3 separate regions of the Sus scrofa genome follow, and regions 1 and 3 are each linked to region 2. Evidence: chromatin contacts called from public Hi-C and HiChIP or PLAC-seq data. All regions are on one chromosome and are shown on one strand. The core of a region is the stretch at or near the end of the contact, and the rest is flanking DNA. Distances in the headings are between cores, read along the strand shown.

Region 1 (2,709 bases), core at 209-2,708, 280 kb after region 2:
ACCATGAAACATCACTATAATCAAGAAAGTGTACATATCCATTATCACTAAATGTCTCCTCTTGTCCTTTTGTAATCCTTCCTTCTCTCCAAACCTCCACCCACCCAGCCATCAGAGTCGTATTTTCTTTTTTTTCTTTTATGGCCACACCTGTGACACATGGATGTTCCTAGGCTAGGAGTTGAATGGGAGCTGCAGCTGAGGCCTACCGCACAGCCACAGCAACACCAGATCTGAGCTTCATCTGTGATCTACGCTGTAGCTTGTGGCAACACAAGATCCTTAACTCAGAGTGAGGTCAGGGATGACACCTGAATCTTCACCGACACTAAATTGGATTCTTAACCCAGTAAGCCACAACAGGAACTCCCAGAGATGTATTTTCTGTCTCTATAAATTAGCTTGAAATTTCCTGATTTTATATAAATCGGATCATATGGTATGCAGGTTTTTTTCAATATGGTTTATTTCGCTTAGCAAATTTATCCTTGCTGTTACACATTAAACACTTTATTCCATTTATTTGTCAATATTCCAATACAAAAATACAGCACAATTTATCCATTCATCTGTTTCAGAAGGAGATGCCTCCTTCCCACCCCTTTTCTTGCCATACTGTACTGGCTAGAAGCTCTATTACTGATGCTGGCTAGAAGTGATTAGTACAAATCCTTGTCTTATTCTACTTTTGTGTGTGGGGGGGGCACACATCTGGAAAAGGACCTTATTCAAAAATCAAGGTCCTTTCCCTTTTTCCCTTTTTCTTCTCCCTTTCCCCATCCTGGAAAAACTGCTAGTAAATTAACGGCCCATTTTACAATTGAGAAAATAAATGCACTAGCTACATGTGATTCTGTCTGCAGGGTTAAAACTTCCAGCTCTATATCCTAAAACCTCTCTTGCAAAGGGCGTTTTCAGGTAGGATCCTAATGGTTGTCCCAAATTTGTGGGAAGGCTAACCCCTCCTTTGATTTTCCCTTCATAAAAGGGGTTAGACACAAGGTGGCTCTAGCGGCTTGTCTGAAGTCTGTAGCGGAATCACAAACCCAGAGCAACGTCTTCCTGCACCCAATCCTACAATGGACTCAACCTGCCAAAGTTTGAGATGTGCCCTCGACGACCAGCCCCGTTAGCAGAGCGGAGACCAGCACAGCTACCCTATGGAAGGCTTTAGGCCTCTTCCTGAGTCCCCAAGGTCGGCGCCCACAGCATATCCTTGCCCCAACCGCCTGCCTCTGGTTCTGATCACTTACGGGTAGTTCGCATCCACTGAAGCAGCGCTGGGAGGTCCGCCGGAGCCACCGTATTAAGCAGCTGCAGTACCGCCTGCCTCGCGGAGTGGAATTCCATGTTGAAGCAGAAAACAAGAGCAGGGGGAGGTTTGCATCGCGCACGCGCAGCCAGAGGAGGATCCAGACACCCGATTTGACCCAAGGTGGAACCCGCCTCCCAGGGCTGAGAAAGTCCTAAGCGCCGCCCCCTCCGTGGAGTTCTCACGTGCTCCCGGGAATCCCTACATTCAATTGCACCCCCATCTCTCCTAATTACTCTCTTAGCTGGTGGTGCTCAGCAAGTCATTTTTTTTCTTAAGGTGGCGCCTGGAAGCCCGACTTCTTTCCTGAGATGGCATCCCTAGAGAGCCTCGTATCTTAATACTAACTTTAATGCTGTAGTTATGGAGCAATAAAAAACGACTGTCAAAAACCGGCAAAGCAAACAACTCAAAAAACCCTTTCAATAAAGCGCACCGAAGGAATGCGGCGGGTGCCCCGGAAGCGGAAGTGTATCCTGTTCTTGAAAGGCTGGACTACGCAGAGTGGTGACGTTTCCTCATTGGGCGGAAGGTTCGGTGGCAGTCGTCGGTCTTCCAGCTGGTGGGAGTTGGCGTCGCGGTGCTGGGCGCTGGGACCCTAGTTTATATAGTTTTGGAAGTCGGGCTGTGGGGTCGCCCCTGTCTTTCTGATCCTCGCTTTCCCGGGTTTACTCCCCCAGCGTGGGGCTTCGCGAAGGATTTCCCGGCCCCTTTGGGCCACGGCGGTGGCGGTGCCTTTTGCGGTAAGTGTCTGCTTTTTCCCGCCCCTGACTACCGGGTAGCAGCTAGGGGCAGCCCCGTCGCTGCTTAGGGGTCTAGACACTCCGGAGGGAATCGGCTTCCTAGGCCACCAATTGTCGTCCCCGAGACCGAGATGTTCTGGCCCATTTTCATCTCGTATCCCCCGTCAGAAGTTTTGTTGAAAGATGCGCTGTGACCCTTTTAAATTGTCTTCTGGCTTACCTGAGCCAAGTTAGACGTAAACAGTTGCAGGCCTGACTCTTGGTTTTGTTTTCCTGATCAAGAATTTAGATTCAGGCTACTTACCTGAAAATCTTGAGGCGTTCCAGATTTTATCTTTCCATGTTAACTTGTGCCTAATTAACCCAGCGTCCCACATATAGTAGACATTCAGTAAATGAGTAAGGGATATCAGTTCAGTGCCATTGATGACTTAGGATAAATTGATGGTTCTCTCTGTAGCGTTCGGCTCTAATAACCACTTCTTGAAGCTCTTTCCCCTATTGGCGTTCTTGATGCTTTGCTCACCTAGTTCTTTCATATGCTTCATTCAACAAAATATTTACTCATTCTTATCTGTAGGGTTGCTGAAATGAATGACACCAACCCTGGCATTGAGGAGATAGCGGAACAATGAGAGAGAAGCACATAAATAT
Region 2 (2,860 bases), core at 68-2,567:
CTGACTCCTAGCCTGGGAACCTCCATATACTGCAGCTGCGGCCCTAAAAGACAAAAAGATAAAAAATTAAAAATAAATAAAATTAATTACAACCTAAAATTTTTAGAAGTAATCAGAAATCCTATGCGATGCTTTCATACCAACAAGAAATAGTAACATTCTATAAGAGTATTTTCTCACCTGCCAAAAATCAACTAATGGAAGTGTCTGAAACATTAAGATCAACAAGCAAAAGGCAAAACAGAAAACTAAAGTGCAGGCTGTTTAAATGTGACGGAACCACGGAACCCTGCTGAGCGGCAATCATCATATATCAGTATTTTTCAAGTGCTCACTTGTGCAAGGCACTATACAGATTACCACCCTTCGGTCAAGATAAATTGGGGGAAGAGAGTGGGGGAGGAGGAATCAGAGCCCAGAAAGTCCTTTCTGAAGTGAAATGCAATTTGCCTCAAACCACCACTAAGGGAGCTCTGCAAAAGATGTATTTTTTGACCATTAAGAAAAGTAAAGGTACTGTGGGCTACCAGCACTTTGCAAAATCTAGTAGCATACTGGAGAAAAGTTAAGATTCAGCGACTGTAAAATCCCTTGCACAAGGGAACGAGCCTATACTACAACGTTTTAGAGAGAGAGAGAGAGAGAGAGAGAAGGGTGGGCGGGGGCGAGTTCGAGAGGTCTACGAGGGGAAATGAAGGGGTACCGGCAGGAAGGTCTGACAATGGGTTCTTATAGCCCCCAACCTGGCAGGAGAGGTGGAAGGGTGCAGCTCCAGCTTCTGTCTCCACTTCCCCACCTGCACACCGACCGCGGCGGGGGAGGAGGTCCACCCGCAGGTCCAAGCCGAAGCTGGGCACTAGACAGGCCGCGGGTCCCGGGGAAATCAGAACCGAACTGCCCAGAGGGAGGAAAGGCTGCAGGAGGGCGGGGCGCGGGAAGGCAAGGAAACCGAAAGGAGCCCAGCGGGGAGGGGGTGCCTAGCGGCCTGGCCCCCTACCCTCCGCAGTACCACACCCCAGAGCCAAGGCGCGGGAGGGAGGTTCCCGCGAGCGAGGAGGCAGAACTTACTCCGCGGTCCTCGTCGGAGAGGAAGTCGGGGCCGTCGTCCAGGCCTTCCTGCGGGGGCAGCAGGGCCCGGCGTGCCAGGGAAGAGTATGGAGTAGGGGAGATACAAAGGGAGACATTAGTGCCAGGCCAGCGCGGCCCCCGAGCCCTCCCCGAGCCCGCCACCCCCACCGCGCGCCCGGAGCTCGGCGCCGCCGAACACCCACCATCATGGCTGCTCCGAAGCGACAGCCAGCGCAGGCGCGCACGGCACCGCGGGCCGGAGGGAGCCGGCGGCAGCGAGTGGGGGGAGGGGCGGGGCCTCGGATCAGCCCCGCCCCGCCCCGCCCGCCCCGACCCAGAGATGCCAGGGTCCGAGAGTGCGGAAGAAGGAAGACCCCGCCCTCCGCCCAAGGTCCGAGCCCCTAAGATGGAGAGGGCCCGAAGACCCAGACTCTCGTGGGTGAGGACAGCCCATCGCGGCGGCTATGACCCTGGAAGGGCCAAAGGCCACCCAGGGAGCTGTCCAGTTCCCTTTCCCTGAGGGCTGCAGCAAGAAAGCCAACAAGCGCCTTCTGGAAGCCACAATACATCATCTAGTCTTTGTATGGTGCCACAGGATAATTAATCACAATTAATATTTTGCCTGTAGAAGTTGTGGGAACCAAGGCCCTTCACACAGTCATCAGTTAGGGGTTGTATTCAAGCTTTTACTGTTGGCGTGGTAATAACTATCTCAGGGTTTGGGGCGCTAATGGCTGAGCACTATAAAAATGAGCCGTTCTCATTACAAGAGTATGCTTTCCTTTATGCCAAGAAATGTGCCCAGACTCCTCTTACTGTCGTGCTTTACAGCACCACACAGGTGTCCACAGCCCTTAAGACAAGACAAAATCAGTTCTTATCCCCTGCGTACTTCTGGTACACTTTCGAGCTTGCGCGCGTGGGCACACACACGCACACGCAAGCAATCCTGTACCTCCATTCAGTTAATGGCATTAGCATCTTCAGGCCAGAAACCTCAAAAGTCCCATTCAAGTTCTTCCTTCCTCTCCTTCACTGATCACACCATTAGTAACCAAATCCTATTATGACTATGACTGATGATCTGCTGTTATCTCTTAAATTGGTCTGTTCCTCCTCCTAATCCTTTTCCACAACAATTAACCTCAGCATCTGTCTGTCCCCGCCCCCCCCCTTTTTTTTGGTCTTTTGGCCTTTTCCAGGGCCGCTCCCAGGGCATATGGAGGTTCCCAGGCTAGGGGTCTAATCAGAGCTGTAGATGCCGCCCTACGCCAGAGCCACAGTAACGCGGGATCCTAGCTGAGTCTGCAACCTACACCACAGCTCATGGCATTTCCAGATCCTTAACCCACTGAGCAAGTGCAGGGACCGAACCCGCAACCTCATGGTTCCTAGTCGGATTCGTTAACCACTGTGCCACGACGGGAACACCGGTTTGGCCCTTTTTAAAAAAAAGTTTTTAAAAACTAAAGTATCTTTAATGTACGATATTGCATTAGTTTCAGGTGTACAGCAAAGTGATTCAGTTATGTACACACACATTCTTTTTCAGATTATTTTCCATTATAGGTTATTACAAGATATTGAGTATATTTCCCTGTGTCATACAGTAGGTCTTTGTTCTTTTATATACAGTAGTGTGTATATGTTAATCCCTAACTCCTAATTTATCTCTCTCCCCCCTTGTCTGGCCCTTTACAATACTCTTGTAATTTTATTTCCAACTCCCTCTTACCATTCTGTAAACTGCTGCCAGTTTTCCTCCTAAGACACAGATATGGATGATTATGCT
Region 3 (2,859 bases), core at 227-2,726, 390 kb after region 2:
GACATTACAGTATGTTTGTCAGAGCTGATGGCAATGATCCACTGAGAAAGAAAATCTGATGATGCATGAGAGGATAATGAAGTCAATGAATAAAATAGAGGAACACGATCTAGTGTTGGAGCAGAGGGACTGTCTCAAATAGGAGCATGGCCAGTTTATTATCTTAAGGTCACCTATGGGGGGATGGTGACAGAAATGGTAAAATGGAAACAGGTGAATTTCTTCGATTGTTTCTACTTTCTCAAATACATATACTAGCTCATCAGCTAGAAGTAAGGAGTAAGTAGGACATACTGGAGGACTGGAGGTTGGGAGATGAGAAAGAACTGCCATAGACTGCAGGAACCTGACTTTAGGGAAACACGGAAGAAGTGTAAATGAACTTCAAAACACCTACTTTAAGTTACACGAATTAAAAGCGAGGCAGTTCACCATGGTTCCATTTTTCTCCAATCACTTTCAGCTGCCCTGGATGCAGATGTGGAATAGGAACGATGTTTAATTAGGCTGATAAGTTAGTAAGTATGAAGTAGAAGGAAAAGACAAGGAAAAGTGGATTATGAAGTCTAAAATGGATTAAGGAGAAAAATGAAAAGTGTGGCAAATAAAAATCTACAGGAGCAATGGATTATAGATCCCGGTAGGATAGAAGGGTTGTTGGCGTCGGGATTCTCAATGATCCTTCACAAGTCTAGGTCTGGACCACCCAAGTGAGTGGCTAAGGTAACTTTTTATTCCCACAAATCTTTTGCCAGGGAAATGTGGATCAAACATCTCTGGCTCCTAAACCCATTCCAGTCAGCCTCCTTTGTCAGGAGAGGCTTTACCCAAGAGGAAAGCGCGGCTCCCAGGAGCTGCCCCTGCCCATCCTCCTCCCACCTCCGGGAGTTTAGAGCCAGGCTCTTTTTGCGGGCGGCCCCTCCCAAACTCACTGTTTGGACCGGTGTTGGGCATCGCTAACCGCCGGCGCAGAATTTCTTTCCAGTCCATCGCTGACCCCGACGCTTCAGTTCCGGCATTTGCTGTTTACCAACCGCTCCACCCACGCCAGCTCTGGCGTCAACACCGCCCAGCCCCGTAAAGGTTACGAAGGCTGCTCGACCACCATCTTAGCCACGGGCGGAAGTCGGCTAATCCGGCTAAGTCGGTCACTATCGCCACTGAGGAAAATACGGCGCTCACGCAAACAGCAGGGGGAACAAACGTGAAAGAGACGGAGAATGAGCCTCTTTAAGGCAGCGTCCCAGCTTCACCAAGCCCGATTTTAAAGGTACAGGATAAGAAAGCCTGCTCTATTTCTTCATCTCGGCCCTTTGGCGCTTGTCCCCACGTGACCCAGAAGTTCCTGCGGCACTTCCGGCTAAAGGAAAGAGCTTTCTAATTTCAGTTTCTTTTCATTGGTCATTGCGGTATCTGAAGGCCCCTTGAATGCAGTAGCCGCCTTCAGCAGCCGCCTGTATCCCCCTCCCGCCACTAAAAGGCTCAGAATCCCCTTTACTCGCTTCCAGGCCGGGCAGAACGCCTGCGCTGGGTTCAGCCACGCCTCCGCAGCCCGGGCCGTCGCGGTGCATTGTGGGCGCGGTAGTTTCCGCCTCGTTTCTGGATGCATGGAGCGTGAGTGCTGTGGTGAGTTGTTGAATCAAGTGAACTCCGTTTGTGGTCCATGGGTACATTGTAGGAGCACTGCATCCTCGTGGACTTCCCTTCCTTACCTGTGTCGCTGGCTGGCTCTTTCTCTTCCCCTTCCCCAGCCCTGTTTCCTCATTTGGCGAGTTTGGCGGCCAGGGCCCCTGGACTTGGGCTTTCGCCTCTGACCTTACTGCTGGTGGGTCTGGGGTAGGGGGCTCTCGACTTTACGCCTCTTCTGCAACCCGGCTCCTCTGGGATCCTGCCCCTTTTCAAGGACGTCTATGGTCCATGTGAGTCAACTGGCTGATACTCTTTGTGCCTTTTTCTTAGGTTCCAGACTGGAATATAATAGGCACCAGAGGATTCCTCCTTTGTTCTCTCTACCTGGGACTTGTGACCGACGTTGGATGTCTTCAGATCGTTGTTTAATGGAGAGAACGGAACCAAACTTCACTGCTGTTAACTAGCCCCCAAATCAGAACCCACATTTGTCTTAGAAGCTGAAAATCATCTTTTAGAAAGTTGCCGCTTCGATTCTCCACCTTCTACCCCCAATCTCTTAATTATGCTGTAGACGTTGGGGCTTTTTGACCATATCTCTTACAATCTGGTGCTGATTTCACTGCATAATGACTTTCTATTTTACTGGTATTCGGAGCTTTCCTAAGCTTTGGAAGAGTAACCCATACCTTGGCCTAGGCCCAGGACACGCCTATCTCAGTCTCCTTCTCAAAGACTGTTATGGTATCAGGAACTATAAGTGGTTTTCTCTTAAACCAATGTCTCCACAAAATACCAAAGCCATGAATCTGCTGATTGCCAAGGCTAGATATGTCAGGAAAAGAGATGAGGGTAGTAATAAGCAAGTTTCTGCTGATTCTCCTCATCTCTTTGCAGCTGGAGCAGCTAAGAAGAGATCAGAGATGAATCCTCAGAGTAAAGATTATTTCCGGCCGCCTGTGAGGAACATTGTTCAACTCCCAACAAAACCTTTGAATTCAGAGGAGTGGAATAAACTTAAGGAAGATTTCAAAGGAAAGACTAATTTTGAGAATTGGATCCTTTCACAGATGGTTAAATATCATAGCTCTATAGATGTGGCTAAATCTGTACTGGCTTGGGTAGCTGCAAACAACAATGGTGTTATAGGCTATGATTTGCTGGTCAAGTATTTGTATCTCTGTGTTTTTCATAAGGAAACAGCAGAAATTATTGATGTCTATGAAATCA

The links. Hi-C and Micro-C count contacts between places; a contact is called where the count stands out from the background. HiChIP or PLAC-seq counts read pairs in DNA pulled down with a chosen protein or histone mark.
Region 1: a Hi-C map of liver shows a contact between it and region 2, with 2.6 times the contacts expected there. The contact joins the promoter of SRP54 here to the promoter of SNX6 in region 2. A contact is called at or near these places in 2 of 47 Hi-C or Micro-C datasets (heart right ventricle and liver).
Region 3: a contact with region 2 is called in an H3K27ac HiChIP or PLAC-seq map of alveolar macrophages. The contact joins the promoter of PPP2R3C here to the promoter of SNX6 in region 2. A contact is called at or near these places in 2 of 5 promoter capture datasets (fetal liver and fetal skeletal muscle) and 1 of 2 datasets of contacts at active chromatin or transcription factors (alveolar macrophages).

What each region holds. Positions count from the first base shown.
Region 1 is chr7:64,876,323-64,879,031 of Sscrofa11.1, reverse strand. SRP54 (signal recognition particle 54 kDa protein) reads left to right here and starts at 1,458. Exons shown (of 16, transcript XM_001927799.7): 1 at 1,458-2,055. LOC100153150 reads right to left here and starts at 1,793. Exons shown (of 8, transcript XM_021099173.1): 1 at 1,254-1,793. The coding sequence starts at 1,350.
Region 2 is chr7:65,154,933-65,157,792 of Sscrofa11.1, reverse strand. It overlaps SNX6 (sorting nexin 6), which reads right to left and starts at 1,317. Exons shown (of 14, transcript NM_001244216.1): 1 at 1,272-1,317; 2 at 1,069-1,116. The coding sequence starts at 1,277.
Region 3 is chr7:64,761,529-64,764,387 of Sscrofa11.1, reverse strand. PPP2R3C (serine/threonine-protein phosphatase 2A regulatory subunit B'' subunit gamma) reads right to left here and starts at 1,476. Exons shown (of 13, transcript XM_021099169.1): 1 at 933-1,476. The coding sequence starts at 990. It overlaps KIAA0391 (mitochondrial ribonuclease P protein 3), which reads left to right and starts at 1,116. Exons shown (of 8, transcript XM_021099168.1): 1 at 1,116-1,270; 2 at 1,960-2,859. The coding sequence starts at 2,259.